6 separate regions of the Mus musculus genome follow, and regions 1, 3, 4, 5 and 6 are each linked to region 2. A link is a contact called in public Hi-C, HiChIP or PLAC-seq and promoter capture Hi-C data. All regions are on one chromosome and are shown on one strand. Each heading gives the region's core, a stretch centred on a gene start, on an enhancer-like site or on the middle of the called end of the contact. The rest is flanking DNA. Distances are from core to core; before and after follow the strand shown.

What was found. Promoter capture Hi-C pulls out the DNA fragments that hold promoters and counts their contacts. A called contact is a pair of places that touch in the nucleus more often than the background predicts. HiChIP or PLAC-seq counts read pairs in DNA pulled down with a chosen protein or histone mark.
Region 1: a promoter capture Hi-C map of cranial neural crest shows a contact between it and region 2. The contact joins the enhancer-like site here to the promoter of Trit1 in region 2. A contact is called at or near these places in 7 of 39 promoter capture datasets (cranial neural crest, frontonasal cranial neural crest, hippocampal neurons and 4 more) and 3 of 115 datasets of contacts at active chromatin or transcription factors (embryonic stem cells and large pre-B cells).
Region 3: a promoter capture Hi-C map of second pharyngeal arch cranial neural crest shows a contact between it and region 2. The contact joins the promoter of Col9a2 here to the promoter of Trit1 in region 2. A contact is called at or near these places in 8 of 39 promoter capture datasets (cranial neural crest, frontonasal cranial neural crest, hippocampal neurons and 5 more) and 5 of 115 datasets of contacts at active chromatin or transcription factors (astrocytes, embryonic stem cells, large pre-B cells and 1 more).
Region 4: a promoter capture Hi-C map of stem cell-derived epiblast-like cells shows a contact between it and region 2, with 5 times the contacts expected there. The contact joins the promoter of Zmpste24 here to the promoter of Trit1 in region 2. A contact is called at or near these places in 9 of 39 promoter capture datasets (the C10 cell line, cranial neural crest, frontonasal cranial neural crest and 5 more) and 7 of 115 datasets of contacts at active chromatin or transcription factors (acute myeloid leukemia, astrocytes, embryonic forebrain and 2 more).
Region 5: an H3K27ac HiChIP or PLAC-seq map of T-cell acute lymphoblastic leukemia shows a contact between it and region 2, with 4 times the contacts expected there. The contact joins the enhancer-like site here to the promoter of Trit1 in region 2. A contact is called at or near these places in 7 of 39 promoter capture datasets (the 3T3-L1 cell line, the C10 cell line, cranial neural crest and 4 more), 6 of 115 datasets of contacts at active chromatin or transcription factors (T-cell acute lymphoblastic leukemia, embryonic stem cells, large pre-B cells and 3 more) and 1 of 9 other capture datasets (embryonic stem cells).
Region 6: a Hi-C map of B cells shows a contact between it and region 2, with 6 read pairs. The contact joins the promoter of Sf3a3 here to the promoter of Trit1 in region 2. A contact is called at or near these places in 2 of 39 promoter capture datasets (liver and pre-B cells) and 1 of 484 Hi-C or Micro-C datasets (B cells).

What each region holds. Positions count from the first base shown.
Region 1 is chr4:121,078,345-121,081,738 of GRCm38.p6, reverse strand. It overlaps Zmpste24 (zinc metallopeptidase, STE24), which reads left to right. Exons shown (of 10, transcript NM_172700.3): 6 at 426-567. Among named protein-coding and RNA genes, the nearest start is that of Gm23540, 4.1 kb to the left of the region's middle. Within about 2 kb of position 1,673, at least 18 of the 459 cell types and tissues checked have an H3K27ac peak or open chromatin away from gene starts, as enhancers often do.
Region 2 is chr4:123,015,343-123,018,471 of GRCm38.p6, reverse strand. Trit1 (tRNA isopentenyltransferase 1) reads right to left here and starts at 1,879. Exons shown (of 11, transcript NM_025873.3): 1 at 1,689-1,879. The coding sequence starts at 1,862.
Region 3 is chr4:121,037,706-121,040,816 of GRCm38.p6, reverse strand. Col9a2 (collagen, type IX, alpha 2) reads right to left here and starts at 1,251. Exons shown (of 32, transcript NM_007741.2): 1 at 1,031-1,251. The coding sequence starts at 1,102.
Region 4 is chr4:121,096,914-121,099,980 of GRCm38.p6, reverse strand. It overlaps Zmpste24 (zinc metallopeptidase, STE24), which reads left to right and starts at 1,771. Exons shown (of 10, transcript NM_172700.3): 1 at 1,771-2,104. The coding sequence starts at 1,982.
Region 5 is chr4:121,195,020-121,198,095 of GRCm38.p6, reverse strand. The region is part of intron 1 of Rlf (rearranged L-myc fusion sequence); the gene reads left to right. Among named protein-coding and RNA genes, the nearest start is that of Rlf, 19 kb to the left of the region's middle. Within about 2 kb of position 1,680, at least 115 of the 459 cell types and tissues checked have an H3K27ac peak or open chromatin away from gene starts, as enhancers often do. A contact at or near this core is called in T-cell acute lymphoblastic leukemia, where this site is marked.
Region 6 is chr4:124,713,311-124,716,570 of GRCm38.p6, reverse strand. Sf3a3 (splicing factor 3a, subunit 3) reads right to left here and starts at 1,710. Exons shown (of 17, transcript NM_029157.3): 1 at 1,581-1,710; 2 at 1,255-1,302; 3 at 867-919; 4 at 656-761; 5 at 48-120. The coding sequence starts at 1,676.

The DNA of each region.
Region 1 (3,394 bases), core at 424-2,923, 1.9 Mb after region 2:
CTTCAGCTCCACTGGTGATGAGGGTTATTTCCACCTGAACTGTGTGGCGTTTGTTGCTTTATCTCTCACTGGTGGGATCGAGATCAGAAGATGAGCTACTTGTCTTTAAATACCTGTAATATGGCAGAGACGGAGAAAATACTCTAGAAGTGCCATTTCCACCAGCATGAACAAGGGTGTGTTATAATTGGCTTACAGTGCCAGAAATCCCCAAGAAAGGCTGCTGATTAGGCCCAGAGTTCTTAGTCACTGTTAGTAGCATTATCTTCTAAAATCCAGTTGACTTGTGTACAGTGTTATTACAGTGCTATTTTGATTTAATTTACTAAACAGATAATGTCCTGGGTGTTTGTTGGATGAACATAATTATATTATATAATTAAGTTGTTATTAATGAACAGTCTTTCCTGTTACTTATTTTTCAGGTTCTTGTCACCATTTATGCTGACTATATTGCCCCTCTGTTTGACAAATTCACACCTCTACCGGAGGGAAAGCTTAAGCAGGAAATTGAAGTGATGGCAAAGAGTATTGACTTCCCTTTGACTAAGGTGTATGTTGTTGAAGGTAAGGCTACCTGGAGGTGAGGAGAGTGGTCTGAGTACTCTGTTCTTAAGTCAGTCAGTCTTTATTATTTATGTTTGTTACTTAAAAAATAGGGTCAGATTTTACAGTTGGCTTTTTAAGATTTATAGAATCTGCACAGGAGAGATGACTCAACAGTTAAGACTCATGGGTGTTCTTCCAGAGGAGCCAAGTTAGATTTATAACATCTACATAGTGGCTCACAATTGCCTGTAATGTAAAATTTTAGAAATGAAATAAAAATACAGGGAAAAAAAAGATTTATAGGAACTTATGGCATTTCTTCATATAGAAACTGGTAGCCTGATGCCAAATCCAGTTTTTGTCTGCAACTCTGTTTGATTAACCATATAGTATTGTTCTTAATCTTTGTTCAAAGCCTTTTTACTATCTCATCCTGTACTGTATAGTAGACCAAAACTCACCCTATTGTCTGCCTGGCTCCTTTGGGTAATTGAATTGGACTCTTGAATGAATGATTAGCTATATAGCACTAGTTTAAAGGCTGCAAAACAAAACCAGTGTTCTTGGCTTTGTTTCCCCTAGCAGAGCATCAGTGTCCCAGGGGGACTCTAATCTGTGGCACCATCAGACACCTCACATTATTAAACTGTTTTTCTGTTTGCCTTGGGGAGTTAAGCCACCTGTTAGTTTCATAAGACTGATTAAGTTTCACGGAGGCTGCCAAATTAAGAGGATAACAGTTGGGTGTGTGTCAGGATTTCAGTTTAAAATAAATATAAAAGATTCTGTCTCAGCAGCTTACTAGCTATGGGATCTTAAACGAATCACTTCTTCCCTCTACCTTTCAACCGTGTGTCCTCTGAATGGTAGTTCTCTGTAAAAAAGCAAGCTATTCACTGTTGAGAGCTATGTGGCCTACAGTATTCTTCAGAGATTCAGTTCTATATGGCAGAAGCAGCCACAGACAGGGCATAAGCATGGAACCTGGCTGTGTTCCAATAAGACTACATGCAAACAAGCAGCACCTTGCATTTGATTTGAAGCCATAGTTTGCTGGTGCCTACTACAAACTAAACTGTTACCAATGAGAAGCAATTGCAAAGTGAAAGAACAGAGATGGCTGTCACTAGAATGAGCAGCTGCAAAAGTACGTCAGTCTGACAGGCCTCTGTAAGTCAGGGTAAAGAGTAGCCAAACCTGACCTCAGAATTACTCTACAATTGAGGTTGACCGTGAACTCTTGACCTTATTCCCTCGTGTTGGGATTATAGGTGTGAGCCACCACACACAGCCAGGAGACTGTCCTGGGCTTCTGCATAGGGATGCATTATAGGGCAAGGCAAGAACAGAAAAGAAGCACTAAGAGCAGTGAGAAGGCTATTTGGGCAGTCTAGACTAAATGAGGTCGGGTTGTGGTTGTGGTTGTTGTTTTCTTTTGTTATGTTTTAGACTTGCTCAAAGTTGATGAAGAAAAACAAAGAACGTTGCTGCCATTTGCTGATTTACATACAGGGAAATGAGGAGAGACATTAGGATAACTAACAGCCTGGATTTGATGTGGACAGTCATAAATGGCAGCTTGTTGAGAGGGAATAGAGTTTGAAGAAGAGTAGATTCATAAGGAACTAAGAGTTCTCATGTCTGTGCTAGTATTGAAATAGCTTTAAACACCATCTTAGTCATAGCTCTACAAGAGCTAGCGATTTAAGCAGAGGAATTTTTTTTTGGTTTGTTTTTGGGGGGGGGGGGGGTTGGTTTTTTTCGAGACAGGGTTTCTTTGTGTAGCCCTGGCTGTCCTGGAACTCACTCTGTAGACCAGGCTGGCCTCAAACCCAGAAATGAACTCAGAAATCCTCCTGCCTCTGCCTTCTAAGTGCTGGGATTAAAGGCGTGCACCACCACTGCCCGGCAGGAATTTCTTATTGATAACTACAACATCTCCAGAAAGCTCTTTGCCAACCTTAAGAAATGGACTTTTAGATGGGTGGTTATGGGCTCAGACTCATAGAGTGGAGCCAGTATGGATGGGGAGGTTACATTGTTACCACTGCAGAATCCTCTATTCAAGGCTTATATCACTTAATCTCATTGACAAGCACCTTGTCTTCCATGAGGACCTGAGTTTAATCTCCAGAATCCATATAAAAATGCCTTGTGTAGTGGCACTCAGTGGTATTCCCAGTGCTGGGGAGGTAGAGGCCAGAGGATCCTTGGAGCACACTGGCCAGCCAGTGTAGCCTAGGCCAATAAGAGGCCTAATCTCAAAGGAAGTAGATGGCATTTTGAGGATAACACCTGAGATTGTTCCGTGGCCTTCACGTGTTTCCAGCCTCAACACGGGGTCAGAGTTCTCAACTGGAAGCAGGGATATCTGGAAGGTACATAATAAACAGACACAGACTACTTTTTGGGTACAAACTGACAGGCAATTTTTCAAGGCTTAAAGTTACTCTCTCTTCTCTCTCTCAGAACTTGAGGCTGCACACACTCTGCATTCTCTTGCGCACTCTGCTTTTGTCCTGTATGTTTTTCTTTTCTTGAACTCCCACACTCCTACACACCCTTTCACTCACACACACACACACACACACACACACTCTTCACACACATCTCACATACATACACACACACACACACCACATGCACTCTCCTTTCACACACACACACAATCTCCATACACTCTCCACATTCCCTTCACTCACTTTTCACATTCACCTCATGCACACCTCACTCTCACCTCACTCACTCTCCACTTGCTCTTCACATGCTCTTCACATGTTCTTCACACACTCTTCAGTGCTCTTCACATGCTCTCTCACCTTTTCCTTGCCCCAGTCTTTTATTG
Region 2 (3,129 bases), core at 630-3,129:
ACAAAATGGTGAGCTGCACCTAAGTAGTGACACCCAAGGTTGTCCTCTTGCCTCAGCTTCCAAAAAGAGTGAAGATCACAGCGTATGACACTTTGCCCAATTTTAAGCTCTTCTTTTATAATTCATACTGACCTATTTGTTTTTCAATTTGTATTTGTGTGTGTGTGTGTACATACAGACATGTATGTAGAGGCCAGAGAGGTCAGGGTCAGGGTCTCCCCAGCCTAGGCACTTCTTTAGAGACTTTCCATGACATTCATTGATTTCTCCCTTCTCAAGAATTCTACCAAATTTAATAGTCTATCACGAAATCCAGCACTTGTAGTCTCTTCTGATCTTCTGAACCCGCCCACCTGAAAATGCTCTATAAGTAGCTCTGTTCACTTATTAGCTCTGTCTTACTCTATGTTTAGCCAGACTAACATTCCCCAATATAAGGAGTTTGGTCTAATGTACATATACACACACACACACAGTCACCATAGTTTTCACTGTTAACATATTTTTTAAACACTTGTAATAAGTGCTTCACATATATTTCATTTAATGATCACAAGGTTGTTTTTTATATTCTTCCTATTTTAGCAAAGGAACAAAGGTATCTTTGTTCATGTAGCAAAAAGTTGGGGGAAAAAAAATCTGGCTGAGATTCAGTTCAAGCTAAACTCTTTATCTCCCTAAGCTGGCACAAAGCAGGCTGCAAACAACTATTTGTTACATTACCTTACCTTTTAGTATAAGCTGATGATCTTATCATGGAAAAATAAATTATGAGGGTAGAAACAATGTCAGGAGCCTTATGAGGTAAAGTGGGGCAAAGAATTAATTACTAATTTTAGGTTACTAACCATGAGTTCTGCGACTGGTTGTATATGTTCGACACCTTTGAACATGCCTAACAGCTGTTGTAATTCTTCTCACATTCACCCAAAATGTCACCTACTCTCTAGCTCAAATGCTCCTACATCCCCGAAAGTCCTCTCGCAAAGAGGACAAAAGGATTAAAAAACAAAAACAAATAAACAAAAAAGCCCTCAGGTTCAGCCAATATTTACCACAATGTCTGACCTTCGAGCTGGCCTCCCTCTCTCCACTGTAACACTCCAATGTCTCACTTATTAAATACTTTAGCCTTGTGATTGTGGGGCAAATGACATTTCCTCCACTTTACAAATATAATATTCAAGTAAAGGGCACTGTTGATCTGAAGTCACGAAGCCAGTGGCTGCCTCTGACTGCTCTAGTGCCCAAGAAGACACTCACAGGTGGCATCTGACTTACCTTGGGCTAGAATTAGAATTATGGCAAAATTTGGGAATAATTAACTTACTGAAATTCACCGGATGTCAACCTTAAACGTTCCACTATCTCTCCTCCATTTATTTGCAATGTGCCACGCACAAGGTCACTTCACCTCCCCAGCCCCCAACATTTTTATCCATAAATGAAACTGTTGGTACTATCTACGAAAGAGTAATGGCCTGAGAAGTTACTTAGCGATCACAGGACACAATGGACACTGTCTGCCATTGGAATGGGTACCTAGCAGGTGTGGGTTCCTTTCATCTGGATCCCCATACGCCTCGAGGTTCACCCACTACAGCCACGCGACAGGGTGTCCCCTAGTCCAGAGGCCCGCACGCGACCTCCAGGGTTCCCAGGCCCCCGGGCCAAGCACGCTGCCATACCTGCATGGAGTCGGCGCTGACGATCTCGCCGCCGAGCCGCTGGCCTAACTGCAGAGCCAGGGTGGACTTGCCAGTCCCAGTAGCCCCGAGAATCACTACAAGTGGCAGTGTTCGCCGCAGGCCTCGGAATCCAGAGCTCACAGGAACTGCTCGTGCAGCAGCCGCAGCCGCCATCTTGAAGGCATCTGAGCATGCGCCGAAGCAGCTGTCCCCATGGCAACAGTCAGTGCGCCGGCGCGGATCTCCGGCTCAGAACGCGGGGAGGGTGGAAAGGAGGAAACTGTGGGACAAAGGTACCAAGCTTAGGAGGCCCATGACGTAACTGCCTTCGACTAGCTGAGATTAGCCCACCGACTTGCTTTCTCAAAGGAGAGATGGCAGCCCATCTAAAATATTTCTGTCTACATTGCGTCCAGGCACCCAATTCTTTTTCCTCATAGCATTAATTCAAGAATAAAACTGTATAACTGGCCTCTGGTTTATTGTCTGAGTTCTACCACAGGCTGTTAATTTCACAAAGACAAGAAGCACATTCTGACTAGTTCATTGCTGAGTCTCCTGTGCCTAGCACAGGCACCCACCAATGATTAAATGGACAGAGAAACGACTTGCCTACCTTAGCGTTGGATTTAATAAGCTCAGAGAGTGTCCGATTCTCAGTCATTCTTCAAAATCAGATCTGTCCAATTCTCAGTCAAGAGCATGGCTCTAATGTTTGAATTCCACACTCATTTAGACACAATCAGAAAGCAGGACAAAGCTCTGCGTTGGCATAAAGCAGTCAAGAGATAGGCTTAAAAGCAAAAGAACAAGCAAGTGAATGACAACCCAAAAATTAGAAGAGGAAGCAGAAGAAAATCAAAGGGTAAAGCAGATACAAGTGAGGGAAAGAAAAATCAGAATCAAGGATGGCCAGACTTCAAGATTCCACACACCACTTTGAGAAATGGCTTTAAGAATCCAGAGAGATGGTTTAACATGTAAAGTTGCTGGCAGCCAGATCTGATGACCTGAGTTCAATCTCCAGGATCCGCATGTGGAAGGAGAGAGCTGATGCTGACCTCTGTACACACACACACACACACACACACACACACACACACACACACACCACACACACTGAAGTTTAAAATTAAGAAAGAATGGTTATGGAACCCGATGAACCTAGATTCAAATTCCAGCTCTCAGACTTATCAGCTGAGAGCTGATTAATTCTCATCAGAATTAATTCCATTAGCAGCATTTTTTTTTCTCTTTGTCTGAAGACTGAACCCAGGCCCCCCCTGGGTGCTGAATATACACTCTAGCACTGAGCTGAGCACACTTCAGACCCTTACTTCACCTCTTAACCTCAGCAATTTTATCTTTCCATTCTTCCAAGGATTGCCATAAGGAAAAGGTGAAATAATGTCTGGAAAGTGCTTGCTTCAAATGCACTGGC
Region 3 (3,111 bases), core at 2-2,501, 2.0 Mb after region 2:
GTCAGGCACTGTGTGCCATTATGCTCTGTTACTTTATGAACTACTCAGAACTCGGGGGGGGGTACTATTAGGGGTGACAAGCAGAGGGTGAGGAAACACAAAAAGACTCAAGGCTCGTGATCACTGCAAGTGAATGCTGAAACCGTGATTACACCCTAGGTTGGCTGGCTTCTTCCCCTGGGTCACACGGTCTTTGCACTGTCACGATAGGAAATAGATGAAGACATCATTTGCTCAAATCACAGATGATGTGCAAGATGGCACCTAGCCAACGATGGCCGTTCGAACTATTGCTGTTTTCTAACCAACAACAGGTATAGCGGTGAACTGGCACCTCTCCCTCGTCCCTGGTGCAGGTAAAGAGACCTCAGAGAAGAAGGAAAGCTGGGACTCTTCCCACCCAATCCTCCCTAAGGTAGCGAACCAGCCCCGACTCAGGAAGTCCACGCGTGCCAGATGCTGGCGCCAGGTGCCCTCCCCAGGTTAAGATGTGCCAGGCTGGCGCCTCACAGGCGAACTGTACCCCTACACTAGCACTGCTTGGTGAGCGGGCCCAGCATCCCCATTTGGTCCTAAACCGGGCATCTCTTTCCTAGGGCCCAGCTGTCCCTGCGAAGTGAGGCAGAAGCCCACAGTCAGGAAACGGACATATTGGGGCGACAGGGAAGTCTGGCTGGAGCCTGGGTCCCTTAGGAGACTCCGGGGGCGGAGGCTCCGCTGTCGACTGAATAGCCACCATTGTCTCCGCACCACCTGGGCTCTCTCCACTGCCAGGCCCCCGCGCCATCTCCTGCTCGACGCTGCCTGTCCCAGGCAAGGCCAAGCATCCCGAGGCAAGGTCCCTCTGGTTCCCGGACTAGTCAATCTCCCTTCACCGCGAGCGGTTTGCCGGGTATGCATCACCCCAGCGGCTCTGTCCTCAGCTGCCCCTCAGGCTAGGGACAGACTAGAACAGGTCCTAAAGACTCCAGGATCCTAAACCCAGGCTCTGCACCAGGGACGGCGGAGACAGAGAAGTGACAGGACTTACGATCTGAGCCAGGGCGAGCCACAGCACCTGGAGGAGAACGAACAGGCTGCGGGGCGCGGGCACGGCGGTCATGGCGAACAGCGGGTTCTGGAGCGGGGGTCCAAGCACCGATGGCGGGGGCTGCTTTCGGAGCCTCGGACTGGATCTCCCGAAAACGCAGCTAGACGGGCCGGGGCGGGGACCTGCAGGCCTGTCACCTGAGAGCACTGTGGGGAGGAACTGTCCAGCTCCGCCCGGTCAGGGGCGGATCTTCTGTGCCCACCCTGGGTCTGCATTCTGAGTTTGACCAGACGCCCCAGCTGGGAAGTCCCGGGGGCATCTCGGGGTACGGGACTACTTTCTGTGTGAAGAGCAGAAGTCCATTCGAAGTCCCTTTCCTCCTTGCCTCCAAGATCAAAGCCTTCCTCCTGGCCCTCAGCCCCATCCTTTCCCCGGGCAAGCTTGTCTGGGTCCTTTATCCTCCAGAGCCTCAACCATCTCAGGTTCTGGAGACCTGGCCAGGACTCCACCAACTCCATCTTTTCTAAATTGGCTCAGTCCTCTCCACAAACAATCAGGTCCCTGCCATATTAAAACACACCAACATCTTTCTTGAATCTGCCACCTCGGGAATTCCCCATCTGCCTCTTCTCTCCCCCTCCACCATCAATTCCATTAGAGTTGTCTGTGGCCTCTAAATTTCCCTTTCCTCTCGCCTCCCTGCTTCCATCGACCAGTGCGATCCGAACATCTTCCATCCTTGAGGCATCCTGTTAGCATTTGGATCTGCCCTTGGCAATGCCAGTCCTTCACGTCTTCTCTCCCAAGCATCCACCAGGCATCCACCCCATGTGACCTTGTACAGTTATATCCTTTGAAGACAAGTTTTTATCTATGCGAATGAGTGTTTTGCCCTCAGGTATGACCCTGTCCCATGGGGGACCAGACATCCTTGGAACTGGAGTTGTAGAAAGGTGTAAGCTCCTACGTGGGTGCTGGCAACAACCTGGGTTTTTGCAAGAAGAGCACGAGCTCTTCAGCAGGGAGCCATCTCTCCAGATCCCTACAATTACATATTAAGGAGGAGTACATGTTCTATGAAAAGTGTCCCTTAGACTATCAAACACCACAATGCATAGTCACACAAACTAAAATGGACCTGGGCTATCTAACCGTGTGGAACCACCTGCATGTGTGAGGTCCACTGTCAGCCAAGTGACACGATTGTCTTTCTCCTCAGCGGCACCTGCATGCTGCTGTCTCCTGGACTGGGAGAGACTTCTCCCTCACCCCCTTTCAACTGACCTCCCAAGTTCATGGAAACAGCCACCACTTTATTCAGTAACACCCCAAACCCACCTGTCTGGTCACCTCGGTCCAGAGCCCCTTTCTCCTCTCCTTCTCTTCCACTCACTGGCTAAGGGCAGTGGATCTCATGCAGCCACTAACCACAGTTATGACCACAGACACCTCCATGACATAAATGAAGTCTTAGTTTCCTCCTCTGTAACTGGGAACAACATGGTCCCTATCTTAAAGAATTTGCTTGAAGATTGAAGGAGCTGATGGTGGCAGCTGCTTAATGTGACAGCAGTGCGCTGTGACCCTCAGTATCATTTGCTCTTGGTATCCAACTGGCCTCCAGTATGGAAACTTGACCACAAGCAAATCAAGTGACCTGGCCAAGGAGGAGGCCTGGACAGATGGCTCCACAGATAAAAGCACTCCTTACTTTTGTAGAATTTGGGGATTTGCATCCCACATCAGATGGCTCCCAACTACCTGTACCTCCTGTTCCATAGAATCCAATGCTCTCTTCTGGCTTCCATGGGCAACAGCAAACATGCAGTGAACATATAAGCACATGCACATACACAAAACACATAAACACGTGTAAAAATCACCCTCCACATTTCCTTTTCTTAAGTATGTTATGAAGCCGGGGAGATGGCTCAGTGGTTAAGAGCACCAGCTGCACTTGCAGAGGACCAAGTACCCACATATCAGCCTATAACCATTTCTAACTCTGTTGAGCGCGCCCCCAACTCGCCAGCAAGAACGACGCCACAGCAGGATCCTTCTGCACACGTTTATTCAGTCCT
Region 4 (3,067 bases), core at 522-3,021, 1.9 Mb after region 2:
AGATATGTACATGTTACTGTAGATACTTGCTGCTTCACTGTATATGCTGTGGCCTCAATGGGAGAAAAAGCTTCCCACACCATCAAGGCTATGGAATCTGCTATGTTGGTTATGGGAGTGCCTTGGGTTTTGAAGACAGATAATGACCCTCCCTATGCATCTCAACAATTCAATGAGTTTGATGCCTCATGGAAGATTAACCACACTTTTAGGATTCCTTATAACCCTCAAGGTCAGAGGATAGTAGAAAGGTCCACTCAGACTCTAAAGGACTTGCTGACTCAGTTTACCTCCCCTGAATCCAAACATGACCTTCCCCTGGCCCTGGCAGAGGCCCATTTTCACCTAAACTTCCTCACCTTTGATCAGGGATTAAGCCCTACCTATAAACATTGGGCTTACCTACCTAGGAATACCACTCTTCCATTGGTACAATGGAGAGAGTCCCTAACATCACAGTGGCATCCACCCTTTGTTGACACAAGGGCTAGGCTATGCTTGTGTTTTTCCACAGGACTCTACAACACCATGATGGGTGCCAGTACAAAACATCCAACCAGCCATGGAAAAGGAGGACAGGGACGAAGCCTCCTCTCTGAAGACCTTCTACCTGAGGAAATGGCACTTGTTAGAGCTATGTCTCTACTTGCCTGTGATCCCTGTTTTCATGCCATTTGCCTTACACCCAATCAAGTACAAAATATTTCCCAGGCCCATGAACAAAACTCAAAGTTCAGCTAACAGTTCAATCAGTAATTTTGCTGAAAGCAAAAAATCCCCCAAAAGAACTTTTGGTTGCCAAAGAATCTGTGATCCTATATTGAAGTAATTCACTTTGTCAAGTAACTTCTACTGATTACGCTCATGCAGATAAATTTAGTCATGGTTGAGAAATTTGAAACCTTAATCTCAACATCTTTAGCATCACAATCTCACCATATTTTAAATTGGAGCTACATATTTTAATTGGAGCTAAAGATTTCGCAATTCACTATAAATAATGTTTATACAAAGTGCTATTAGTTCATAGAAACTATTAATTAAATAACATTTACTTTGTGGTCAGAAAAATTCTGGCTTCACGTTTCAAGTAAAGTCAAAGTAGTAACAGGGGCCATAGTGACCCTATTTCATTGTTGAATTCCAAGGCAAAGGTACTGAGCTGTGATGGTGTGTGGTGATGTGTGGTGGTGGTGGTAGTGGTGGTGGTGGTAGTGTGTGTCTGAAACAAGGTCTTGCTAGGCTTAAAGGCAGTGGCTACCAAGCCTGCCTGTTTGAGGTTAGAAATGCAGTCCCAGGACTCACAGGTAAATGCCTCTTCTGACTTCACTTGGGGAGGATGAGATGAAATGTGTAAATGAAAATCCTAATCACTAGAGTCATTTTCATCTCTAATATTCCCAAAACCAGAACTTTCGAAGACAAGCCAAACAACCCCAAATGCCTCGTTTGGTTAGTTATCCTGGAGATGCACATCTAACCTTTGAACGGCACTAAATAGAAGGAAGGAAAAGTTTTAGAGCCTCTCTCATCCTTCCCAGCTACTTCTAGAGGGAATATTTCTATGACCCGGCTTATCCGGTCCGGTTAAGCACCGGGGTCCATTGCCCTCTCTGGTAACCCGCCAAAGCAAAGGAGAGGCGGCGACCACACTGACGTTCCCAGGAAGAAGGCCGGAACCTTTGAATTGGATCCCTGCACACAGAATCCGGAGGGATATTTCAGGTGCACCGCTGCTCATTCTTCAGGCGGAAGTGAGGAAGGTGGGGCGTCTTATTCTAGCAGAAATAAGTAGGTCCTTGAAGAGTAAGGCTGGAGGGAATCGTGTCTTTGTGACACTTCTGGCAAAGCTGAGGGAATGGGCGTCTGAAGAAGCCCTCGGAAGGGACCCGTATTGTTGTGACACCGCTGGCACTCTCCGAGGGACGCGTGTCGCTGAGGCACCGGTGCACGCTAAAGGAGCGGGTGAGATAGGGTGACGATGGGGATGTGGGCATCGGTGGACGCTATGTGGGACTTCCCTGCGGAGAAGCGAATCTTCGGGGCGGTGTTGCTCTTTTCCTGGACGGTGTATCTTTGGGAGACCTTCCTAGCACAGCGGCAGGTGAGCATTGACGTGTCTCCCCCGGCTGAGCCCCTGGACAGCCTTAGGCCAGCCCGAGCCTCTACCCAAGCCCCTTAGTGTTTGCCCGGATGTAGCAAACCGTAACCCCCGGTGAGCTTCCTAACTTTTCCTAATGGTGACTGCCGCTTTGAGGAGTTTTTGGAAAGGCAGAAGTTGTTTGCAACGTTGTAATGGGACCCAAGCCTGTAAGCGGCTAATGAAAGGGAAGAACTGCCCTACCGCCAAACTTGAGCATGTCTATGCCTGCTTTACAGCGTCTTAAGAATCTTTGGACCGGGACTTGACCAAGCCTCGTTGGTATAGGCTTTCTAAGTGGAGGTGCTAAATTTGTAGAATAATAACTTCCCATGATATTGATGTTACCATGCTCAACCTCACTTTGCAACCGTTCCAAAGACTCGCACGCCGTTTGAAAATCCTCATTAGAGCAAATGTTGTTTGGGGCCACAATGTGTGTGTGTTTCATTAAAATTTCTCTTTGGGTTTTTTGTTTAAAACGTTAAATAGTGCAGTAGAAAAGCTAACAGTTTTCCATGGAGATAGCCATAATTAACAGTTTAATTCGAAATGTGAACGTTTTAGTGAGATGGACTTTGAAACAACAAAACAAGTTATCTGCAACATTATAATGGGTCCCAAGCCTGTTGGTGTCTAATAAAAGGAAAGGACAGCCCTGCCGTCAAACTTATGCAGGTCTATGCCTGCTCTGCAGTGTCTAAGTTTGGACAACACTCGTCTGTGTCGTCCTTGAGAACCTTCCCCTTTAACTGCTGGACCTATTTCTTGAGCTCTGCAGTCCTTTTCGTCTGCAGTTTTCTTCTAACTTACACTGTATGTGAGTTTCTTTGCCAGGCAAGTGCTCTCCCACTGAACTACATTTCCCAGCCCTTCGTGACTCTCCGGATTGCAAGTTTGAAATTTTTTTTTTTTTTTTGGTTTTTT
Region 5 (3,076 bases), core at 431-2,930, 1.8 Mb after region 2:
CCAGATTTCTGAGCTCAGAGCAGCTGGAAGTAATGTGTAGCGGCTGTGTTAGTACAGAAGCAGCCCAGGTCCCAGATTGCCTCTAGGTACTTCCTCAGTTCAAGCAGCCAGCTGTTTTCTTCTCACTCATTAATGTCAACCCCCTCGGTCCTCATTGCTAACTGATGTTTAAATCTTAGTTCTCATCATCTTTGGAGTCCTCCCATCTCCTTACTTTTGCATTTTAAAATGTTAACCCCTGTTTCAGGGATGAGATTCAATTGCTGACTCCCGCGGAAGCTTGCCCTTTACAATATAATCACATTGCTCAGATTTAGAACTTTATTTTCAAAATAGGATTTCTCTGTGAGGCCCTGGCTATCCTGGGACTTGCTCTGTAGACCAGACCAGCCTTGAACTCAAATGATCTGCCTGCTTCAACCTACCAAGCGCTGGGATTAAACTCTCCACCTCTTAGCTAGATTTAGAATTTTATGTATTTCATTTGTTGAGAAATTAAAATCAGAATAAGATTTCTTGTGTTATGTGCAGATTTTAAAATAATGCACACACTTATCTTTAAAAAAAAATCCAGTTACCCTACGATGTTCATTTGTAATGAACAACTGACACTTGTAGTTGTTTTAGTTGGGTCGTTGTTGCTGTTGCTGTTGCTTTGGGGGTGCAGGTTCTTCTGTAGCTGGATGAGGATGACACTGAACTTCTCATCTGTCACTGACTCTCAAGGGTTGGGATGACAGGTCTGCAAACCATGGCCATCTTTTGGTACTAGGATCAAACCCAGAACAGTGAGCAGGCGAGACAGTTCTACCTAAACTGAGCCACTTCCCTGACATGACCACAGGATTGCAAAGTAGTGGGTGTCACTTAGCACTATTGCCAGAAAACTTCCCAGAAGCAGTGACTTTCGAATGGGAGGTGGATGTGGTAAACTCTGAGGAAGTAGGCCAAATGATGACCACACTGCAGAGGCTGCAGACACTAAAGGTAGTGGAGTCGGAAGTAAAGGCAGAGTTTGGAAATAAGCATATTTATTAAAGCGATAGTAGGTTTGTGAGTTCTGAGTAGACATACAGAATAGTGATAAAACATGGGTATTGGAGGCAGGTGACTAGTTCAGATTAAAGCGTAAAATCTGTCCGTCCCCCCCCCCCCCTTTGGCTCTTCAAGGGGGTTTCTCAGTGTAACCATCTCTTGCTGTCCTGGACTTACTTTGTAGACCAGGCTAGACTCGAATTCACAGAGATCCACCTGCCTCTGCCTACTGAGTGCTGGGATCAAAGGTTTGCACTACCACACCCAGCTTCTGCTTTCTTATTTAAAAAATGAAGTAAAGGTCGGGGATATAGATCAGCGGAGGATGGAAATGACAAGGAAGTCTCTCTGTGTCTCTTTTAAATCAGCTGAAGGGTTGGATGTGGCTCAGTTTGTACAGTGCTTACCTACTGTATATGAAGCTCTGAGTTTGGACCCCTACCCAGTAGCTCATAAAACAGTTCTATAGTCCCAGTCTTTAGAAAGTGGATCAGAAATTCAAAGTCATTCGTGCCTAAATGGGAAGCCTGACACTGGCTAGAGACACTTTTTTTTTTTTTTTTTTTTTTGGCTGTAGCTAATGTGGAAAGTGTGAGTTGGTTACAAGTAACAACACAAGGTGAAAGAGCTGCGGTTTCACCTAGCCACTTCCTCATTGTAAGCAGGCAGCTGCTAGGCAAGGCCTAACATGCTTGAAGCTCTAGGTTCTACTCCAATCTTCCTCTCCCTCTCCTCCTCCTCCTCCCCCCTCATACACACACACACACACACACACACACACACACACACAGAGAGAGAGAGTAGCCTGTGGGCCTAGCATGCTTGGATATACTTAAACTTAGGTGCCATAAGAGCCTACTGTACATCTCAGCTATATATTGTATCTACCTTATTGCTGCTAGGCTCTGAATTTTGTGCATCAAGTTACTATACTAGATACTGTTGGCAACTTGCAACACATCATTAGGCATCTATGTTTCTAAATAAAACCAAACATGGAAAGGTATAGTAAAAATAATAGACAATAGAACATTTTCTGCGCTTTTCTTTTTTTAACTAGAATCCAATTTTATTCAGATCAGCACTGTCCAACAAAATACTGTCTTAATTTATGATCTGAGTTCTGGAGTGTCAGAATAAATTATGGCATACTTTGAAAGCCACAAGACATTAATTTTATAATAAAAAATGGAAGACTAATACTTTTTCAAAATATGCTGTAGAGGCCTGGAGAGATGGCTCATTGGTTAAGAGTTCTTGCTGCTCTTGCACAGGACCTTGGTTTATTTCCCAGCACCCACACCGTGACTCGAAACCACATGTAACTCCAGTTCCAGGGACTCTGAATCCCTTTTCTGACTGAGCATGTACACAATACACATACATACGTCTAAGCACGCACTCAGGATTTTTGAGACAGGGTTTCTATGTAGCTCTGGCTATCGTGGAACACACTATGTATGTACATCAGGCTGGTCTTGAAGTCAAAGCTCAACCTGTCTCTGCCTCCCCGAGTGCTGAGATTAAACTCACATTCCTCCGTGCCTGGTTCAAAATTTAAAAAAAAATTTTTTTTGTAAAGATAACCATTAAGGATATACTCTTTTCTTTCTTCCTAATCCCAGCACAGGTCATTTTTGTTCTGGGGTTCTGGCTTTTAGGATCCTCCAAATAATTTATAGTCTCTACCCTTGTTTTTGTTTGCACCTTTGTTTTATTGATTTAACTTAAAAATTGTATTTATCTGTATGTAAAAATGTTTTGCTTGCATGTAATCTGTGGTTGGTACCTGTACAGGTCAGAAGATGGATGGCATCAGATCCCTTGGAACTGGAGTTTCAGATGACTTATATGTACTGAGACGTGAACCTGGGCCCTCCAGAAGAGCAGCCAGTGCTCTTAATCTAGAAAAGCAACCTCTCCAACCCTTTTTACTCTTTTTTTAAACATTGTCTATTTTGATTAGTTTTAATTATGTAAATTTGTAGGTCTCTGCATGGGTATGTAAATAAGAGTGCTGATGCATGAGAGGCAGGAAAGG
Region 6 (3,260 bases), core at 461-2,960, 1.7 Mb before region 2:
CTGAGAATGGCCTGAAGCCCCAGGAAGAAACAGTAACCATTACTTACTTTGTGCCTCTTCACTTGGATTCTCTCGAGCCTTCAGCAGCTCCTCAAATTCCACTGACATTGGCACACAGATCTGAGGGAAGGAGAAGAGTTCAGGTGGGCCTGGCGATGTCTCAGGCACACACAGGCCTGGGCTTCTAAGACTTGCTTTGGCTTTGACCTTGAGTGTACAGAGCTGCCTACTTAGTGTTCTCCACTTCCCTTGCTGCATAGCCGGGCAGACATTGATTGGCACAAAACACAGCATGCTAAGGAAGGGCTCCTTTGGAGGAGGCAGTCCAAGAGATATTTTACGAAAAAGCTGGCATTGGACATGAATCCTGAAGGGGTAACGACCTCTGCAAGTGAACAGAGCACCACTGTGTTGGTAGATTTCAGGGCAGAGCTAGGTGCACAGTATATTGAGTAGGAGACATTCTTGTGAAGCAGCCCTAGTGCTTCACCGTGTTCTCTTACTGCAGAGGGATGCCAAGAGGATGTCACTTAACATGCAGTGAAGTGGCACGTTCTTTCTTGGAGTGACATCTACATGGCATAGCTCCATTTCCTTTGCATCTTTCCCTTTTGTTAACGGCCAGGTCTAAGGACACTAAGTTGGGAGGCCTTACCTCATTTGGGTGCTTCCGATGGAATTCCTTTATCTGCTTGAGTCTGTTATAGAATTCAGCGAACTCGTTGGGTCCTGAGATAGCATTGAGCTCCTCCTTCCGCAGTCTGCAAGATATCAACAAACCCGAAGAGCATAAAGCACACAGCCCATGGTCTCACCAGGGCTCCTCAAAAGCACTAATTGTTAGAAGGGATGTGACCGTCACTTACCCGTCCTTATCATCATACAAATCCCTCAGGTTCCCACTGACCTCCATGTACCTCTGAAACAGAAGCGCAAAGCCATCAGAATGAAGCAAATTTGTACCACAGGGCTAAGTAAACAAGAAAGGATGTCTTGGCAAAACCCAAGGAAAACTCATGAGATACATGGTCTTCAAAGTTCCACCACTTTTAAGAGACAGCTTGATCCCGAGGTGGTTGCATACACTTTTAATCCCAGCACTTGGGAGGCAGAGATAGGACATCTGATTAGGTACCCTAGAGGGGCTTGTCTAAGAACTCAGGGGTAGAAATCACGCAGGGCCACTCAACCTTCCCAGCCTGCACTTTTCCCGCCCAGCCCGACCCCAGGGGAAGCGGACGGCGGCGCACTCACATCTTGCATGGCCCGAGTGCGGTGATCGGAATTGATCTGGTCCCGAAGCTGCAGAAAGGCAAACGGTAACACATACGTTGTTACTTTGAGTTTAGCAGTTGGAAAGAGCACCCGAGGGGTGATGCGCTTATTGGTTTAGGTCCCAGGGGCTGAAGCAGGAAGATTGAGGGGCCCTCGGAGGACGTTAACGAGGCCAGAGTGCCGAGCCAGCTTAGGAGGAGGGTGAGGATGGGGCGCAGAGAAGCTCCGAGGCCAAATACAGCGCGAGGGCTCGGCAAAGGACCCAGGCCCGCCTCCTGATGCGGCCCGGACCACGGCTCACTCACCGTGGACTTCTTCGTAAGCATCTCTTTGGCCATAACATCCATAAGCCGTTCCTTCTCCTCATGATAGCGCCGTTGCTGCTCTAAAATTGTCTCCATTTTCCCTTGGCCACGGCGTTTCAAGGCGGACCACTAACACTGCCGGAAACACCGCCTGCCGCCTTTCAGCCAGCGTCTCAGCGCGCAGCATCCGGCTGCACCAAAGTTCCGCGTGTCCCGGAAGTGTCTTGGGGGACTCAAGAAAAAAGGAACACCACGAAGAGAGCAAGCGGGTGCTATCCGCGACCGTGGCTACGCTTCCCCCTGCTGGCTGGGGGTCTGAAGGAGCGCTGCCTCCGCGTTGAAAGCTGGCTGTCTCTAAGAAGCCTGCAAGAATCCTGTAGGCTGAGGTTGAGAGACAGCTGGCTTGCCCGGGGCTTGCTGCAGAAAGCTGGGCCGGCAGGGACACACTAGCAGGAACGGATAAGTTGAAGGATACAGAACGGAAAGGGGAACTGGAAGCAGCAGTAGTTTTCAGTGTGTGACCTCTGGTGATGTTTTCCCCTTGTCTGGACTTTAGTGTGTTTGTCAGTAAAGTGGAGATGGTGGTGGGTTTGTTCTTAATAAAACTCATACATATTTGAACACAACCTTTGTTTATTGGCAGAGGAGTCTTTAAGAAAAACGTGGTACACTCAAGCAATGATATGCTTGCTGTTCAGCACAGGTTAACTTCTGATTCTCTGTAATTCTTTTTTTTTTAAAAGATTTATTTATTTATTATATGTAAAGTACACTGTAGCTGTCTTCAGACACACCAGAAGAGGGCATCGGATCTCATTACGGGTGGTTGTGAGCCACCATGTGGTTGCTGGGATTTGAACTTCCGACCTTCAGAAGAGCAGTCGGGTGCTCTTACCCACTGAGCCATCTCACCAGCCCCAATTCCATGTAATTCTTTATTTTTCTGCTTTTCGCCTACCACTTGCTGGAATTACAGGTATGAGCCACCACACCTAGCCACTGTATGGCTTAGAAAATGAAATCTAGACTGCCTTTCCTTAAAAGAGGAGGAAGAGGAAGAAGCAGAGGCAGAAGAGGCAGAAGGTGGAGGCAAACAGATCTTTGTGAGTTCTAGGCCAGTTTGGTCTACATAGTGAGTTCCAGGACAGCCAGGGCTGCATAGAGATCCAGTCTCATGAAACCAAACCAAACGAAACATAAACAAACAAACAAACAAACAAACAGAGTAGGGGCAGAGAGTGAATCAGTATAGAGAGCTGGGATTACAAGTGTGTGACAGTGCATGCACCAGGAAAGAGGCATCGGCGCAATGCAAAGTGGCTCACACCCGTGATCCTAGCGCTTAGGAGATGGAGGCAAGAGGAGAACAAGTTCAAGTTCAGCCTGAGCTATGTGATAAGACTCTATCTCAAAACAACAAACAAACAAAACACATACAAACATACACATACACACATACATATATACATACACATACAATACATACACACACATTCACACACACATACACACACATACATATATACACACACATGCACACATACATATACACATATATACACACACACATATATATATACACACACATACACACACATACATATATACACACACATATTCACACACACATTCACACACACATATACACACATACACACACATACATATATACACACACAC